Linked DNA regions of Hordeum vulgare: region 2 is linked to region 1. A link is a contact called in public Hi-C data. All regions are on one chromosome and are shown on one strand. Each heading gives the region's core, a stretch centred on a gene start, on an enhancer-like site or on the middle of the called end of the contact. The rest is flanking DNA. Distances are from core to core; before and after follow the strand shown. Region 1 holds the start of LOC123425457 (protein IMPAIRED IN BABA-INDUCED STERILITY 1-like). Region 2 holds the start of LOC123425458 (formin-like protein 5).

Region 1 (4,165 bases), core at 875-3,374:
ACAACATTCTCACCCTGAAACTGAAACCCTTTATCATAGATAAATTCCGGACGCTCATCTTGTATGATCTTATTGTGCATAATTACACAAGTAGTCATCATCTCCCACATCTTTTTGGTGCTCCAAGTCCTAGCAGGGTACCAAACGATGCCCCCATCAAGATTGCAAAACATCAAAGGAACGCTCGGCGCCCTTCCTAGCACTCTCTTGCTCTTGGGCAAATATTTTCCTCTTCTCTCCAACATGACTAGGGATTGTCTTCAAAATAGTGGTCCATTGAGGATAGATACCGTCACCTAGGTAGTATCCTTTGCCATAGTTGTGGCCGTTGATGGTAACATTCACCGGTGGGATGTTGCCTTACGCAAGCCTTGCAAACACCAATGAGCCTTGGAACACGTTGATATCATTATGTGATCCGGTCGTCGAAAAAAGAGAGCCTGATCCAGAGATCTTGTGAGGCCACGGCCTCAAATATGACAATGCAAGCCCTCACATGGCCCTTATAGTGCCCTCGACAAGCGGTAGGGCAGTTCCTCCACTCCCAGTGCATGCAGACCATGCTGCCAAGCATCCCCGGGGAGCCCGTGCTTGCATTCATTGCCAACAGGTGGATTGTATCTTGAGGAGTCGGCTCTCTCAAGTACTCAGACAAAACATAACAATCATAGTCTTGCAGAACCTGTACATGAACTCTAAGCATGTAGACTCGTTTATACGGACTTACTCATCAGTGAGATCATTGGGCACTCCGTCTGCAAACATCCGGATGGCTGTAGTGCATTTCTGATAAGATGAGAAGCCAATCTTTCCAAGGGAGTCCTCTTTGCACTCGAAATAGTTATCGTAACCGACCACCCCTCTCTAATACGGTTAAAAACATGCCTAGCCACACGAAAACACCGTCAAAAAATCTGATGTTTGAACAGTGAGTTGGTTGTGTCAAAGTAGTCCTTTCAAAGAACAAAATGATTGTTCTCTCGGTTACGATTCAACGCCAGAAGGTGTCCCGGGATCGAGCCACGGAACAACGATCGCTGTCTATTAAGGTGGTGATGGACCAACATGGCAACCAAGATCTCCTTCTCATCACCGGATGAGGAATCGTCGAAGTTGCAAAGAAAATTGTGAAAAAAAAACTCGTCGGCGGAGTCCATTTTATACCTTGGCAAACTGTCGAACAACTTGTGGGCGTCGTCGAAGGAGCTGACCGACGAAGAGACGCGCGCCTACCTTGGATCAGGTGGCTGGCCTCGAGAAGTTCCGGCGGTGAGACGGTGTTGGCGGCGAGGTGGCGACGTTAAGGGGAGGTGTGTCAGCACCGACAAATGGGTGGCGGCGACGACACGACGAAGGCGGGCGATGGTCTGCTATTGATATGGGGTGGGAGAGGATGACCAATGTGCCACCGACTAGCGGGTGAGAGGAAAGAGCAAGCGGGCGCCGCGCTCGTCCGTCTCGTGTCCGCGCTGACGCAAATCAGGCTAAAAATGGGCCGAAAATGGACATACCAGACGACCCAACACGCGGACGCAAACCGACCTTTGTCCGTTTCTTGTCCGTTTTTGACCCATCCCGCGCAAGTTTGGACCGCCTTTAGGGTAAAACGGACAGCGCGCGAACAGACCGGACGCGCGTGATTGTCCTCCCCTGACCCGTCCGTCGGTGGCACAAGCCTTCTTTTTCTATGCGGACAGATCTGGTCGGTCACGTCTGGAACATTTCAGAAAAGTATTGGATATAACCTCATTGTCCGTTCCAAACGAACAAAATCCAGAGGAGCGTAGATGTGGTCGTGCGCTCGAGTTGGGTGTGCGCGGGGTGCACAGCACAGAGTGCATAGGAGAGAAGGGATGCCCCGAGAAAGCAAGGAGCAATGCTACATGTACGGAAGTTTTAGTTTTATAGGCTGAGATGAGGTGGAATGTATTGATTGGAGACTAAGATGAAGTGGGCCCACCCAAAAATCAGGAGGAGAGATTAGTGTGGAGAAAGACCAGTCCGTTAAATCTTATAAAAAGTTTCCGTAAGTCTACCATTTTTTGGAAAGCAAGCAGGGGGAAAAAAGCGCCGTCGTCTACCACCAGTCCACCGCGACCACCCTCTCTTCGCGTTGGAAGGACCATTTAAAGCCCCCGTTCCCACCTGCGAGCCCGCCCCCACTACTCCGTCCTCCGCGCCACTCATCCAGGGGAGCTTTCCTTTGCTTGCTCCCTCCCCACCCCCGCCCCAAATAAATTCCGTTCCGTTTCTTGATCTGTTCGCTACTCCGGCGACGCGGCTTGCCGGCGGTCACGGCCTCGTTTCTGTTCTTCAGGCCAAGCGGCTACTTGATCCGTCGCCCGCCCGCCTTCTAAGAAAGGCCGCCGTAGCTTTTCTTTTCCGCCTGGCGGCAACGGGTGTCTCGTGCTTTGCCGCCCAGAACCCTCTCTCCTTCCCTGCCGATCACGGCTCCGCGGCCGGCCGCTGTCTCGATCTGTCCTAATCGGCGGAGCTGGTGGGCGACGTCAGCGTTTCGTCTCCTTTCTTTGTGTTTGCTGGTGGCGAGCGCCATTTATTACTCCCCAGGTCAATCCCGACTTGTTCTTCACCCCTGCCGGCCGTGCTTGCCCCGTGACCACCACGCCTTTCGGCCGAGCCTTCGGTCGGTTTCCTCTTGATTCTTCCTGTTCCCCTCTATCCATCCAATGCGTCAGTGAGGAGCTTCAGACCGGTGGAAGGCGGGCTCGCCGTGTATGGTCTGACGTGTTTGGTGCTGCCGTGCTAGCGCGCCGCCGAGATGGGCTGCGTCGCGTCTAAGAAGGCCATCGTCTCGGTCACGCCGGCGGCCGACTCGTCCGGCGTGCTCCGGGACCGCGCGCCGGAGCCCGCTGCCGTATCCGCCTCTTCCCTGCGCAGCTCGGCTGCTGCTGCTGCGGCTGCGGCGGCGAGGTTGGTGGAGAAGAAGGACGACGCGGAGGAGCCGGGGAAGGCCGTCGTCGCCGTGGCGGCCGCGTCCCGGAGCTTCCGGCTGCGGAACCTCCGGAGGAGCCTTGAGGGGGAGCAGGTGGCCGCCGGGTGGCCGTCCTGGCTCAGCGCCGTTGCCGGGGAGGCCATCCAAGGCTGGATCCCTCTCAAAGCCGACTCTTTTGAGAAGCTTGAGAAGGTACTGTGCCGCTTTCGCTTCAGGTTTCCTGCCAGATTCAGTTTAATACTAGGTCATTTTCCATTGCAATTTTTTTTACCATGCATTGGAATGCTTAGAACGAAAACGGTTATTGGATTTGCTATTTGTGTGGTGGTAGGCATATTTATGGAATCTTATATTAGTATAGTACTGCCTTGTTGGGTGATGTACTAAGACATGAAGAATAAACAAGTACTAGGATTGTGTTGTGTTAATGATCAGAACTCAGAGAGGGGGGGGGGGGGGGTAACATGGGGGATTTGGTGCCTCCTACTGTCAGCTATGACAATTTTTAGGTGGGAAATTCACTTTCTACCATTTGTTCTATGCTGTCATTGTCAAGCTGGTAACGATGCAGTCACTGACTGCTAATTTGGTAGCACTAGGGTATATTTGCAGCAAGCAGGATGTAGCTGTGGATCACATGATAAAATTGTCTTTTGATGTTTTTGCTTGTTGTTGTTGTGATGTACAGTTTTTAACCGGCGCTTTATTTCTCCAATACACACATTTGTGCAGGTTGGGCAAGGCACATACAGCAGCGTATTTAGGGCACGTGATCTTGACACTGGAAAGATTGTCGCACTGAAGAAGGTGCGGTTCGACAATTTTGAGCCAGAGAGTGTCAGATTCATGGCGAGGGAGATACAGATATTGAGAAGGCTTGATCATCCAAATGTCATGAAGCTGGAAGGCTTGATTACTTCTCGGTTATCATGCAGCCTTTATTTAGTGTTTGAATACATGGAGCACGATCTTGCTGGACTTTGTTCCTCCCCTGACATCAAGTTCACTGAAGCACAGGTATGCCCATTTTGAAGGAAGTGTATTTGTATTCCTCATTCTGTACAACTTTGACATTGCACTGTGTTGACCTGGCATTGTCCCTGATTCTTATTGCAGGTTAAGTGCTACATGAACCAGTTGCTGTCAGGACTGGAGCACTGCCATTCACGCCGCATTGTTCATCGTGACATCAAGGGTGCCAATCTCCTTGTG
Region 2 (3,692 bases), core at 1,026-3,525, 160 kb after region 1:
CTGCATCGAGCAGACGCATCATCCCAAGTCGTTGTAGCTGTCGCGTTGATTCGATCCAGAAGCTGTGCTCGAGTGCCGAAACGGGGGCAGCAAGCGGGCAGAGATACGACCGCGGAGGCAGGTGGGTTGAGATCAACAACGGTGGTGGTTGAGGTCGGCTGCGGCGGCGAGTGGTGTGGCAGCGGCCTGGGCACAGGCCAGGGTGGACCAGGGTCGACGCGATGCGCTCGAGCGCCGCAACGGGGGCAGTGAGCGGGGAGAGGTACATCCGCGGAGACGGGTGGGTTGAGATCGGCAGCGATGGCGGTTGAGGTCGGACGCGGCGGCGAGTGGTGTGGCGGCGGCCTGGGCACATGCCAGGGTGGCCAAGGGTCGACGGGAGGAGGCGATGCGTACGGGTATAATTTTTGCAGCGAATCGTTTTTTTCCTTTTGCGTTGCAGATAAATGATGGAGCGCGGGTTGAATAACAAAAATTACAGGGGCTTTTTATAAAAATACCGTGATGGGTTTTCCGACAGAATCAATAGCCGCTTTATTATTAGGTATAGAGGTATAGATTTATTGTTGATTTATTTTGTTTGTTTGATCGTTTTTACGTCTATTTTTTAAAATGTATATGTGATGTATATGTCGTTTGTGCGTGCCGTGCGCGTTGCATTTTTGGGCACTGCTGGAGCGGCGCGCGCTGCATTATAGCGCGGCTGCTGAAGCCAGCGCCTATCCCCGCGCTAAACCAGTCGAAGCGCGCTGCAAACGCAATTTTTAAACGCGGCGCGAAGCGCGTGTATTGGAGACGCATGCTAGACTGTTCTTCATGATCAGATTTGGTAACAACACAGCGAGCGTCAGTTTCCGCTGTTCCGTAACAGCGGGCTGATAACATGAGTTCCACGGCAAGGAGAAGCGACAATAATGCACTGCTTGCCGGACCTAGCAGATAAGATGCTGCTGGGGTCACCCGTTTCTTGTCCTAATATTGTTGGTTGTTGGTGGTCACATTTTAATACTAGTAATACCGCAGTAGTACACTAGTACTATACGTTTGTCATGCAGCAATTTGCTTTTCAAGCACCACGGATCCTTTTTCCTTTTTCCAATTTAAGAAGTGCATCATCTGAAAACATAAATCATTTCATGTCCAGTGCAAAAGGCCATTCCATCATCCGCGAGGATGCATTAATAAATCGCATTACAAACAAAATGTTGCTCCCATTGGAGAGCTATACATAAAATGTACACGTATTATTCTATTATTTAGTCAATTAATTAGTTAAGAATAGAAGCAGCCCAACTGATCCTGGAGGCAGCTGTCACTACTCCTACTACTACCATCTTCCCCATCAAAGTATATATATCCGTTAGTCCGTTACAGTCATACAAAAATATCATCCCATCCTCTAAATATTCTGATTAGATAATACTGTAGTACTACTCCTACTACTCTTTTTTTAGGAAGAACTGATGCATCCACCTGAGCTCAAATACCTTCGGCACAAATGACAGTAGTAATATAGTTTGCTCCGGACCAGCAGCACATGATCCTCGAAAAATAGAAGTCCATGTCAACCGTCTTCTTCTCACCCTCACCCACACCACACCAACCTCGCCACTCATTAATCGCAGGATCGTCGGCTAAACTCGGCCAGATCCGAGTCGTCCGTCCTTGGCCTGCAATGGAAGGAAAGAGAAGGAAAATCCGGAGACGTCCGTACCGGCACAGCCCCCCGAGGCCCAATCCTCTCCGCGCCCGCACGCCAACCCATGCCTAACCAGTCCACATCGGCCCGCTGACACTCCGTCCCCACCACAGCCGGCCCCGACGACCAGTGAGGCAGCCGGCGTCGCCGAGCAGAGCACGGCAGCTGTCACGCGGGCCTCCCGGAAACATTCACCGCGGAAGCCGCCGAAAACGCAACGGAAAAAGCGCACGGGGCCGTAGCAGTAAAAACTGGGCAAGGAAGGAAGGAAGGAGTAGCGAGAGACGAGAAGGAGAGAGAGGAAAGATTAGCAGCAAGGGGAGGAGAGAAAGGGAAAAATTAAAGTAGAGTTTAAACAGCGAGACGAGAAGAGGCAGCGGCAGCAGTAGAGGAAGAGGAGTCCCAATCGCACGGCGCCTCGACCGCCTGCCTGCCTCCCCACCACCACCGCGGAACCCTAGGGCGGCCGCGGCGAGCGAGCGAGCGAGCGTCGGCCGCGAGATCTCGCCGAGGGGGGCGCGGACCACTGCCCCCAGCTCGCCGGCGGCGGGGGCGGGGCCGCCCCCATGCCTTTGGCGCCCCGATCGGAGCCGATCGGTGGCCGCTCCAGGCGTCAGAGGAGCTCGCCGGCCGCCGGGGAGGCGGAGGCGGCCAAGGGGGAAGCAGAGGAAGAGGAGGAGGAGGAGGAGGATGGCGCTGTTCCGCAAGTTCTTCCTCAAGAAGACGCCGGATCGGCTGCTCGAGATCTCCGAGCGAGTCTATGGTATAATGCCCGCGTCCCTGGGCCGAGCCGTGCCGCCCGAGTGCGGGGATTTGCTTGTTCCGAGGGGGATTTTGGGACTTTTGCCGCGGCTTGTGCTTCTTCGGGCTCCGGGGAACTGTTGCTTTCAGCGGATTTATCGCTATTGTTTGAGCTGGAATTCAGTTCGTTCCCAAGCACGGCGAGCTAGATTTAGTAAATTTTTGATGTTAAGTTGAATTCGGTCCAGTTCTGGGTCGTCACTCTGTGCGCACACGACCCAGAGTCTCAGATTTAGCTGCATTTGACCTAAACTGGTTTTTATTTCTTTCCATATCCGAATTTTGTCTTGCCCTTGTCGCATGCTGGCCCTGAGGGTAGCTTTGGATTTAATTGCATTATTTTCTCTTATATAAGCATGCAGCAATTGTCTAGTGCCTGCATGATGTCCACATTTTCTGTTGGTGCTCCCTCCCTTTAACCAGTAGTTATTAGTTATAATGGCGTGCTTATCTGTTGATGAAATACTTTGCTGTATCTAGAAACATGAACTTAGTACCTATGCAGTGTGAAGATGAGGTTCCTTCTAGCATGCCAGCACTTGATCTCTTCTCCATTTTTCTAGTCTTAGTTGAACGATGCAAATTTGAGCATGAGATCGTGCTAATTTCAACCGGTATGTTGGTTTCAGTGTTCGACTGTTGCTTCGCGGCAGATGCCATGGGCGAGGATGAGTACAGGGATTACTTGAGTGGCATAGTTGCACAGTTGCAGGACTACTTTCCCGATGCGTCATTCATGGTCTCCAATTTCTGGTCTGGGGACAAGAGGAGCCGGATTTCAGATATATTGTCTGAGTATGACATGACTGTCATGGACTACCCACAGCAATATGAAGGATGCCCACTCCTTCAGCTCGAGATGATCCACCATTTCTTGAAATCATGTGAAAATTGGCTGTCAGTGGAAGGGCAGCAGAACATGCTTCTAATGCACTGTGAAAGAGGGGGATGGCCAGTGCTTGCATTCATGTTGGCTGGACTACTTCTATATAGGAAAACGTACACTGGTGAGCAGAAGACTCTAGAGATGGTCTACAAGCAGGCTCGCAGGGACTTCATACAGCAATTCCTAAAGTTGAATCCCCAGTCTTCTCATCTGAGGTATTTGCACTACGTAACAAGACATGGAAGTGGTTCAGAATGGCCTCCTATTAGCCGGCCTCTCATATTGGATTCTGTAGTTCTCCACACT

What was found. A called contact is a pair of places that touch in the nucleus more often than the background predicts.
Region 2: a contact with region 1 is called in a Hi-C map of seedling, with 5 times the contacts expected there. The contact joins the promoter of LOC123425458 here to the promoter of LOC123425457 in region 1. A contact is called at or near these places in 5 of 6 Hi-C or Micro-C datasets (leaf, seedling and an unstated tissue) and 1 of 1 datasets of contacts at active chromatin or transcription factors (embryo).

What each region holds. Positions count from the first base shown.
Region 1 is chr2H:118,667,042-118,671,206 of MorexV3_pseudomolecules_assembly, forward strand. It overlaps LOC123425457 (protein IMPAIRED IN BABA-INDUCED STERILITY 1-like), which reads left to right and starts at 2,125. Exons shown (of 9, transcript XM_045109162.1): 1 at 2,125-3,145; 2 at 3,686-3,970; 3 at 4,070-4,165. The coding sequence starts at 2,780.
Region 2 is chr2H:118,829,332-118,833,023 of MorexV3_pseudomolecules_assembly, forward strand. It overlaps LOC123425458 (formin-like protein 5), which reads left to right and starts at 2,276. Exons shown (of 18, transcript XM_045109163.1): 1 at 2,276-2,462; 2 at 3,130-3,692. The coding sequence starts at 2,390.